Regions from separate parts of the Mus musculus genome. Here region 1 is linked to region 2. Evidence: chromatin contacts called from public promoter capture Hi-C data. All regions are on one chromosome and are shown on one strand. The core of a region is the stretch at or near the end of the contact, and the rest is flanking DNA. Distances in the headings are between cores, read along the strand shown. Region 1 overlaps Dcdc2a (doublecortin domain containing 2a). Region 2 holds the start of Mrs2 (MRS2 magnesium transporter).

The links. Promoter capture Hi-C pulls out the DNA fragments that hold promoters and counts their contacts.
Region 1: a contact with region 2 is called in a promoter capture Hi-C map of liver. The contact joins the enhancer-like site here to the promoter of Mrs2 in region 2. A contact is called at or near these places in 2 of 39 promoter capture datasets (liver and macrophages), 1 of 484 Hi-C or Micro-C datasets (nephron progenitors), 2 of 115 datasets of contacts at active chromatin or transcription factors (embryonic limb bud and pancreatic cancer cells) and 2 of 9 other capture datasets (adipose tissue and pancreatic islet).

The regions. Positions count from the first base shown.
Region 1 is chr13:25,081,896-25,087,053 of GRCm38.p6, forward strand. All of the region lies in intron 2 of Dcdc2a (doublecortin domain containing 2a), which reads left to right. Among named protein-coding and RNA genes, the nearest start is that of Dcdc2a, 28 kb to the left of the region's middle. Within about 2 kb of position 1,431, at least 32 of the 459 cell types and tissues checked have an H3K27ac peak or open chromatin away from gene starts, as enhancers often do. A contact at or near this core is called in liver, nephron progenitors and pancreatic islet, where this site is marked.
Region 2 is chr13:25,016,944-25,022,009 of GRCm38.p6, forward strand. Mrs2 (MRS2 magnesium transporter) reads right to left here and starts at 3,374. Exons shown (of 11, transcript NM_001013389.2): 1 at 3,139-3,374; 2 at 1,577-1,650. The coding sequence starts at 3,301.

The sequences.
Region 1 (5,158 bases), core at 181-2,680, 63 kb after region 2:
TACATATACATATAAGGTGAATAAACATATAAATACAACCTGCCGAATCCCTTCAGAATTGCCTGCATGTATGTTTCTAGGGCTGACTACTCAGTACCAGAAAGTCAACTGGGTGTCTCATTCCCCGGGAGGTCTACTTTTCCAGCTCTCAGAAGTTATTAATTGCCTATAGCTCTTCATCTAGGGGTGGGGCCCCTTGAGTTTGCCCACATCTGCACTGGGATGACAACTGTTGACAGGTCTTGTTTAGCAGGCATAGTGCTGAGATTTCATAGGTATAACTCCCCTGTTACAGCTAGAAGTAGATATTCTCACAGTGGAATCCCTGGTCCTCTGGCTCTTCCTGCCCCTTCTTGTGCAATGTTCCCCGAGCTTTAGGTGTAGGGTTTGTACTGTAGATACATCAGCTGGGCCTGTGCTCCCAACACTCAGTTATTCTCTGCACTTTCTGTGATGGTCTCCTCCTGCTGCAAAAAGAAGCTTGGTCAACGAGGGGTGATAGTTACACTTACCCGTGGGTTTAAGGATGAATATTTAGCATGCAGTCGGCAATTATAATGGTTTAGGGATTGGTGGTAGTAGGTTCTTCCGTAAGATTCATGGCCTCACTAGTCATGTGCATTTTGCTTTGTTTATATTGCACAGTGCCAGGCACAGGCTGATTTTCCCTTTATCCTTAGGCATCAATTGCAAAGAGCTTCTTGGTGAGGAGTGGGACTCCCATGTCTATTTCCCTCACTCAGCGATAGAGCCCCGTCTAGCTTGAACCTGTTTCCGCAGTTTTTGTGAATTCCTATGTGTTGGTTACTGCCTAGAGAGAAGTGCCATTACTGCTCTGGAGAGCTCTCTCTGCTGTTCTGGTTAGTTCTGTGGTTCATGAGCGCCATGGCTGGGTAGGACTAGGGATTGGTTTTCTCCATTGGCAGCGTGCAGGGTGCTTTCTGGTAGCATGAGACCTAGCCCTCAGGGAGGAGGCTTTCCGTCCAGTTCCAGCTCAAGTCCTCCCTCCGAAGTGCCTGGTATACTCATCTAATTTCTGACAAAGGTGTCAAGAACATATATTGGAAAAAAGGCAGTTGAGAAACTGGATTTCCACTATAAAAGTATGAAATTAGATCATAGCCCTCGCTGTGCACAAACATCGATTCAAAATGTGTCGAAGATCTTAATATAAGACCCAAGAGAGGGACAGCCACTGGAGAAAATATAGGGGAAGACCCGCGGTTGTGTAGGCATAAGCAAGGACTTCCCGAGAAGGACTTGAGGAGCGCAGGAGATAACCCTCAGCGCGGACAGTGGGAGAGCGAGCTATTTTAATTGAGGAAGTGGCTCAGCGAACCCTGAACATTCTTCAGGATCTGCGCCATGCGCTCTGACCTCCTGGCTGGCGCACGTTTGATGTGGAGCTGAGGTTCTCTTGACCCACTTTTACCCTTAGGAAATGTAAATATTTTCTCAATTAAGCCTGACCTGCTGGCTAACAACAAGCCAGCCATTGTCTCTCGGACGGACGTTCTGAGCTAATAAGCTTGGCATGTGGGCAAAGACCCCCTGCCTCTGCAGATCAGCCGCAAACCTCATGACTGACCTTCATGAGATAACTGCAAGAAATAATTAATTTGCTGTGAACTTGGCGTGGATAGTTCTGCTTGTTTATCCAACTGTCCTCTGGCCTAACAAAACAAATGAGGATCAAGTTTCTTTGACGACAAACCAAACGCCAAACGAACTCACAGGTCTGAAGTACTTGGGGGGGGGGGGGGAGGTAGTCCAGTTACAAACTGGAGTGTTGTTGGTTCTCAGCCGTGAATTTGTAAAGAACTCTTCCTATTCCTTATGTGTCGCAGCTTCTGTTATCTTCTTAAGCGGAACCATCTGCAGATATTGCAATTTGGAAATTAAAATTGATACAATTACCAAATCTGCAGATCTTGTCAATTTTCCCAGCACGCCTTTCTTTTCCTTATCCCGAAGCCCACACTTCATTTAGCTGGCAATGTTTTCTTAGTTGATACCAGGCTGCACCTACTCCCTAGTCTTTCATGGTTTTGAGGATTCTGAGGCCAGCTTTTTTTGTAGCAGGTCTCTTAATTTGTGTTTGCACGCTGTCCCCTGTGGCCTGCTTGCGATCACTCATTTCAGGAACACAGAGTCCAGAAAATGCTGCTTTGTCCTGCTATCATGTCCTTTCAGAAGGCATTGCCCAGGAAATATCAGAAACAAGAAACCATCTCTACAAGGAGATAAAAGGTGGGGGGAGAGAGAACATACCTCTAGCCCTGGTTAGCATAGATGGTAATTATAGATAGTCTACCAAGGATTGCAAGGCAGGAGGAATCTTCACCATTTTGAATAGCCTGGCACCTGCAACCTCTGACAGCCATGTTTTTCAGATGCTGAGTAACCAGCCCTTCAGTAAGGGCTCTGGACAGCACCCTTTGTACACAGTTGTTCTATTTTAGTTGCGCTAAGCACTGGTGTGAACTGCCCTCACCCAGAGGAGAAGCAGACTCCTCAGACCATGATGACAGTTATCTTAGCAGCTCGGAGCGAGGCATTCCCCTTAGGCTCTTAGCCACTGACTTTGCTTTCTGCTCTCCCACAGGTCCCTGGGAATGGAGGCGCTGCCTCCCTCCGTGGACTTTACCTTTGCTTTAAAGTCTTTATTTATTGGGGCTGGAGATACGATTCAGCAGTTAAGAGCGCTAATTCCTTTTCCAGAGGATTGGAACTTGATTCTCAGTGGCTAACGAGCATCTGTAACTCCAGTTCCAGGGTATCTGATACCTTCTTCAGGCCTGTCTGGGCACCAGGCATTCTCTGTGTTGCACAGACATACATGCGCAAAATACTTGTGCACATAAAATAACGATAAATAAATATTTAAATGGATTTACCTAAAACTTTCACATATATATACATATATATGTATATATATATATCGTACACACACACACACACACACACACACACACATATATAGTGTGGGTGTGGATATATAGGTGTGGGTGTGTATTGTGCTGGGGGGCATTGCAGATAGATACGTGCATTCCATGGCACACCTGCAGATGTCAGAAGACAACTGGTAGAAATTGGTTCTCTCTTTCCATCATCTTGGTCCTGGGATCTAACTCAGGTAACCACGTTTATTGGCAAGTACCTTTACCCCCTGGTCCATCTTGTCAGGCTCCTCTTCCTTACATTTCTGAGAGATGGTTCAGAAGTCCCTGAGGAGATGTTCTTACAAGTGATGAATGCCCGTCTACCATCGCAAAGGACTATATTCCTTTCAAAGAGACAATAAACTGTTCAAAGTAGCTGATTTGCCCAGACAACTGAGAGCAGGGAAATCTCATTTCAGCAGGCCAAACCAAGCCTCTTATTTAGTGTTAACTGTCCTGGCAGTGAATGATGTGAGTGTGTGGCGCTGACGATGATGTTAACCTTATGACAAAGCTATGAGTCATATCTGCCAGCTTTCTAAGCTGACAGGGATGCCCTGTGGAGAGACTTGGAGACTGCGCAGGTGCACCGTTTTCCTTAGTCAGGGCTCCACCCAGAGTCCATGATGAACCAGTGGCTCCTTTCTGCATCAGCTGACATCGTATGTTGGCCTGTGATGGTTTCCTCTTCTCTTTATTTCTTCTACATCCCTAACTGGAGTTCTACTGTACAGAGCAATTTTCTTCTTATTTATTCATTTTACTTTATGTATTAGTATGGATATGGGTATTTATTTTTAAATTTTACTTACTATTAATATTTGTATGCATGCACATGTACATACAAATGTGTCACAGTGTGCACATGGAGGTTAGAAGCACTTCGTGGCACATATTTTCTCTTTCAACCTCCCCTTGGGTTCTGAAGATGATCTTAGGTCATCAGACTTACACCATAAGGTAGCTTTGTCATTTTGTCAGGACCAGGGATATTTGTTTTTAGCTAAAATCCAATACTGTCATTATTACTTTTGTTGCTTATATTATCCCTGCTTGGGACCCTGGTCACTCCATCAAAATGGCTGTCAAGGCCCTGCTAGTCTCCGAGTGCTTCCTTACCTTCTAATAGCAGAGATCTGCAGATTCATTAGTAATTTTTAGTACTTAGTCTTGAATTTGATTAAGGTAGTATTCAAACCCTTCATCTGGGCATAGAGTGTTCCTTGCTTTTGGGGTATCACAGCTTGGAGGTCTGCTCAGTACGCGGAGCTAGGAAGTAGATGCATGAGAACACACATCCACACCGCTGCAGTATTCTACACCCATCCATCTGCATAAATGTAGATGTATCCAGATATGCTTCTGGACATCTGAGTTTATCCTCATACATCTAGTTATATTCCAGCACAGTAGGACTCCTTCCAGCATAGTAGGACTCCTTCTGACGTGCACCCATTCCTTAGTTCTCATTCTCTGAATAAGTTCCACCTGCTAAGTGCACCTCTGGAGCTCCAACGTCTTTCTGTAACAGTGGAAACCTCTGTTCTCATTACTAGCCACATTAAATTTAATAATATTATTTAGTTAATTAAATAATATCATATGATGTACTATGTAGGATTGCTAGCCCATACTTATAGATGAAGCATTTTGGTAAGTATAGTATAGAATAGGCATTTGGTGCTTTTGTGTTTAGATTTTCCACGATACAGCAAGGATCCTATTTTCTCGGGCAATGTAGATGAGCCCTCCCCCTCCCTTTTCCATGGTACTAGTTACTTTTTGTTGTTGTTGTTGTAACTGAATAACAGACAAGAAGCAACATAAGAAAGGAAGGATTGATTTAGTTTGGCTTACAATCTGAGGATACCTGGTGTTGCAGGATTTTCCCTGTCCAGTTATGTTAGTGCAGAGGAGATCTGTGATTGGACAGGGAAAAGGGAGGCGGAGCTAAAAGTGGCAGAGAGAACTTTTCATCCCAGAGAGTAGGGAGAAGAACCAAGATGGCTTCAGACCTGTACCTGCAGCATTTACCAGCCACAAGTAGCTATGATTCCACAAAGTTAGAAATATTGGGATAAAGCTTTTATCATTATCAATTGGCTCTGAAATTATTGTATTGGCATCTTGTAAATTGTGTTATTATTGTTACATAAATCTGATTGATTAATTAAGCTTTAAGGAGGCAGAGGCAGGCGGATTTCTGAGTTCGAGGC
Region 2 (5,066 bases), core at 2,124-4,623:
AATCCCCGCACTCAGGAAGCAAAAACAGGCCTACGCTGTGTTCCAGGCCAGTCTGGGCTATACAGAGAAAGGAAAGAAGAGAAGTGGGGGGGGGGGGGGGGAAGCCAACGCAAGTTCTTTAGCTGGGCACAGTGGAATGTACCTTCACTCCTAGCACTTGAGAAGCAGAGGCAGGAGGATCCTGAGTACTCTAGGCCAGGCAAGGAGGCTTATACAGTAAAACCATGCCTTAAAGGTCTGCATGAAGCTAATAATAGCCAAACCCAGATGATCTGTAAAGAACAACACGCTGGATGGTCACTGTATCTGAGGCACCATTCTCGGGGTTTTGAGAGTTTTCATTTTCAGTAAAAAGTAGGTGGTTTAACTTTTTTGTTTTCGTTTCTATGAGCGTGTTTGTGCTTATATTTATATATGTTCTAGGACACAGAAGAAGGTATCAGACCCCTGGAGCTGCGCTAATGTGGCTGTGAGCCAGCAGGTGTGGGTGCCGAGAGTGAAAGTCATGTCTCCTGGAAGAGCAGCAGGTGCTTAGCCATCTCCTCAGCCCCTAAGTCATGTTCACAAACGAGCATAGTAACATACAGTGATGCTATTTCAGTTTGGTACTCTAATCCTCATAATTACCTAAGGCAATAATTCCTAGTTATTAATGAAAAAAACCAAGGCACAAGTCGTCACAATAACTTGTCTTACGTCCCCCTACGGAAAGAGAGCACACTGAGTTTAAACTTAAGAAGTCTGGCTCAGGTTTAAAACTTTTGGAAACCATAAAAGCTTACAAAACGAGCTGCAAAAACAATTTACAATTTTACTTAGGTTATTTATGGCTAACACTTTGTCACCAAGGGCCTAATTTCATAAATGCACATGCAGAGCACAGGAGGTGTGCATTAATTCACCCAGGTCCCTGAGAATCAGTTCACAGTTTTAGAGATCATAGCCACCCTTCCCGGGCATGCACACCTCTTCCAGGGGATTCTAAACAGACTCAGATAAAATATGAAGTGTTCACTAAGGAGGCTTTGGGGCTGTGGCTCAGTTGGCAGAGTGCTTGTCTGGCACACAAAAGGCCCCAGGATCAATAACCAGGCTGCATAAAGTAGGTGTGGTGGCGCATTAAATCATGGGATAGTGGCACACACCTGCTACACTACAACTTGAGAGGGCAGAGCCAGGCGGACAAGTTCAAGATCACCCTAGACCACATAGCAAGTCTGAAGTGAGCTAAGTTACATTAGACTTGTTCTCCCTCCAACCCCTTCTCCCCAGCCTCCAACCCCTTCTCCCCAGCCCCCTGAAAAAAAAGAAAAGAAAAGAAACATGCTTCTGGTGGAAGCCTTTAACACGTACTACAAAAACACCTTAATTTTATCGACAAGGGGAAAACGTCTGAGCTGTCATTGGAAGAGCCTGTTCCGTATAGCCAGAACCCCAGTCATCAGCAAAGCTTCAAGACTTCCTCTAGACCAATCTCTCAGGAGCTTGGGTCACTGGCCAAACACAGCACAGAGGCAAATACCTCCTCTGACTCCAACCCTGTGAACTGGCAAGTGATTGGACGCTGCGTACTCACCACAGCAAACACCTGGGCCACGCTGGCTAAAGTGGCTTGAGAGGCATCCGAGGTTCTAAACCGGAGCACATCACCTGAGAACAAAGGAGAGAATGAATGGCCCGTGCTAACCCATTTTCTTGGAGGGGAAACTGTAGCTCTAATAGTCCATGGAGCCTTAAGAAGACACTTGTTTGGTTAGGCTTCCAGCTAATCATTCTATCCATCTTCTTACCCACCACTTCCATGTACTAAACTCATACAACTTGTTAACTGAGGTCTGTCTGTCCTTGCTCTGTGATTAGAAAGGTCAGTTGGGGCTGGGGCAACCAGTGCCTGTCTAAAATGCACAAGGCCCTGGGCTTTGTCCAAAGCACTGTACAAAAGTAATAAAATAACACTTACATTTGTTTATTGGGTGTGTTTGAGTACTGTGGAAGTCAGAAGTCTATTCTCTCCTTCTACCATGTAAGCTCTAGGGACAAGAGTCACAAGTTAAGTTCCTGGGTCTTACAGACCACTTGGTTCCCAAGTATTATCAAGGGAGGAAAAAAGCTTGTGGCAAAAGACCTGGGTGTGGGGAAGGGGGTGTTGACTGACAGCAGCTCATTATGGGAAAAATTTAAGTACAATTCAAAAAAGAGTAGTAGCCCAAACCACTCTTGTCAGGACTGTTTCTGTGCAGTCACATTTGTGGAAAACGCTGTCCTCAGGTTTCACCAAAGCATCAGCAAAGAAAGACTCCTCTGTCTTCCCCCAGCGTTTTTTGCTCCCTTGGCTGGCTACTTGCAGAGTAGACTTCGCCAAGGGTTAATTAATGCTCATCACTGGCTTCACATTCAAACTCAGTTCTAGGAATTCCCTACTTTATTCCAAGGCAACTATGTAACTGTATCAATGTGCCCAGAAGAAAGTAACATAATAAACAGAATTAATAACACCCCAACCTTGCTAATTGTAGCTTCCTGCTGCCCAACATCGACTTTGGTCTGGGCTCCACAGCAGAGTTTCAAGCCAGCTTGGATTACTGTGAGACCACGACTCGAAACAAACAAAACTCCCACCTAACAGAATTCTGGGACACGAAAATAGAAGGGAGCATAAGGAAGTAAAAGGGCCAGTAGGATGAGGGGGTTTCAGGAAAAAGTATGTATAAAAGTGCTGTCATAAACCCTTTACTTTGGGCTGAGCAGATGGCCAGCAAAATGCATGCCGCCAAGCCCTGCGTTAAGACAACTGATTCGAGCAAGCTGTCATCTGACCTCCACATACAAACTCAGAGAAGGCCGTTTAAATGCTAATTTTAAAACAATAACAAAACAAACGAAAGTAGCCAATGAGGCGGTTAACGCTTCTAACGGCTTCATTCAGAAGGATGAGACCGGACTGCTGTCAATTGGCGGCCAGCCTGGGCAACACAAGGAGACCCTGTCCCAATAAGCAAGAAACCGCAATCAAGTCCTCGCAGTGCTGGCCGGAGCACTGAGGGCCGGGTGAGCCCGGCAAGGCCGAGCGGCGGTGAGGATGGCGGGGCCAAGGGCAGGCGGGACAGAGGCCGCCGGGGCCCCGCGGGACGCGCGTACCTGCAGCGCGGGCTGTGCTCGACGCTTTCGGGCTCCGGGAGCGCAAAGGGGTCGCGCGGCCGCCGCAGGCAGCGAGGCTCAGGCGCGCGACCGCCGTCCACAGGGCCCTCCGGGGCTGCGCGGCGCGGGGCAGCAGCCCGGGCAGGCAGCGCAGGCATTCCATGGCGCGCGGGCAACCGGGAAGCCGCCCCAGGACGCCGGTCCGACATGCCGGAACTCGGGTCAACCGGCTCACCGCGACAACCGCGCACCGCGCCTGCGCGAGCCGTCCCGCGCCTGCGCGCTGCCGTCCACGCATGCTCCGGCGTGGTGTCTGGTGACTGCCGACCCGGTCTGCGTCCGTAACAGAGCCAGGACGTGCAAGTGTGAAGGTAGACTGACCAAAGCAGCTCAGCTCCGAAAGTGTCCATTGTTTCGAGGAGCTGCGGATTGATTCTACTTTCTGGAAAGGTCCCCTATGTATCTATGTATGCACAAATATACAGTTGGGAGATGAGGAAGTTACCACTATTAGTAAATCAAATAAGTTTTATTTAAGGCTACTGTGTTTAAAACTCACTTTGAAGGGACAGTGCGTTAAGCTTTTGCTGTAGAACAAGGAAAAGCCCAAGCGAGCAGTGTGCTGGCGCATAGCTGCAATCCCTCCAGAGTTCAAGGTCATTCTTAACTAGAGTGTAAGGCCAGTCTGCACTACTTGATATCAGTCTAGTTAATCACACCCCTCAGCCCGCCCCCAGAGAAAATAAATATTTGTCAATAGACTTGTTGTTTACATCACAATACTAAAGACAGACTTGAGTTTCAGAACTTTCTTCACTGATATATGAACATGGAGCTATGGGGATGTTGGACTATTTATCTTGCCGGGCACTAAGGATTGAGTAGAACAGTGGGAAGCTGTGGACAAAAGGAAAGTTCCAGAAGAGACCATGGATGTTTGGCTTGGACACCGAGAGCTAGAAGTACTTTAAGCATTGCTAGTAGGACGAGCCTTGAATGTACAGAAAGGACATGATAGAGGTTTCACTTCATTAGAACTTTGATGTGCTAAATCTTTGAAAAACATGTGCCAGGAAATAGTCATTCAAGAAAAATAATTATTTAAAAAACACTTCATTGCCGCCGCCCCCTACCCCGCACCATGACATGACCTTTGAAAAACATTGGGCAAGTGCTGGCAGCTGTTCAGACACATGGTCTTGTTAATAGTCCAATTTATGTTTATTGGTTTTTTGTTTTATTTTGTTTTGTTTTTCGAGACACGGTTTCTCTGTGTAGCCCTGGCTGTCCTGGAACTCACTCTGTAGACCAGGCTGGCCTTGAACTCAGAAATCCGCCTGCCCCTGCCTCTCGAGTGCTGGGATTAAAGGCGTGCGCCAACCATGCCCGGCTTTATTTAGGTTTTTAAAAGCAGGGTTAGGACATTGAACAGAACACCTTGGACATGTCAGGCCAATGTGGCACGTTGTTACTCAGGACTCAAAACTGTCTGAGCAGTAAAGCACATATTAGGTCATTGTATCCAGCCCTAGAATTAGCACCAAATCTAGGACTTTTCTCCACCATGAAGTTGTTAAAAGAAAAGGTAAAGCCACTGCAAATTAAGGGAGAAAATGGACAAACAGCACATCAGGTTAACTGCAACAAGACAAAACGAAAAACCAACCAAACCAACCAACCAACAAACAAACCAACAAACAAACAAACAAAAACAAAAACAAAAAAACCCACCCATGACTATAGTATTCTATCTGAAAAAAAAAATCAAACCAACGTCAAGCTGGGTGTAGTGGTATGTGCTATAACCTAAGCCCATGGGAAATGGAAGCTGAGCAACTAGAGTCAAGGCTAGCCTCGGCTACATAGTAAGGTCCAGGCTAGCCTTATCCGAAAAACAAAATCAATCGGTCTCCTGCAGAGGGGATCCA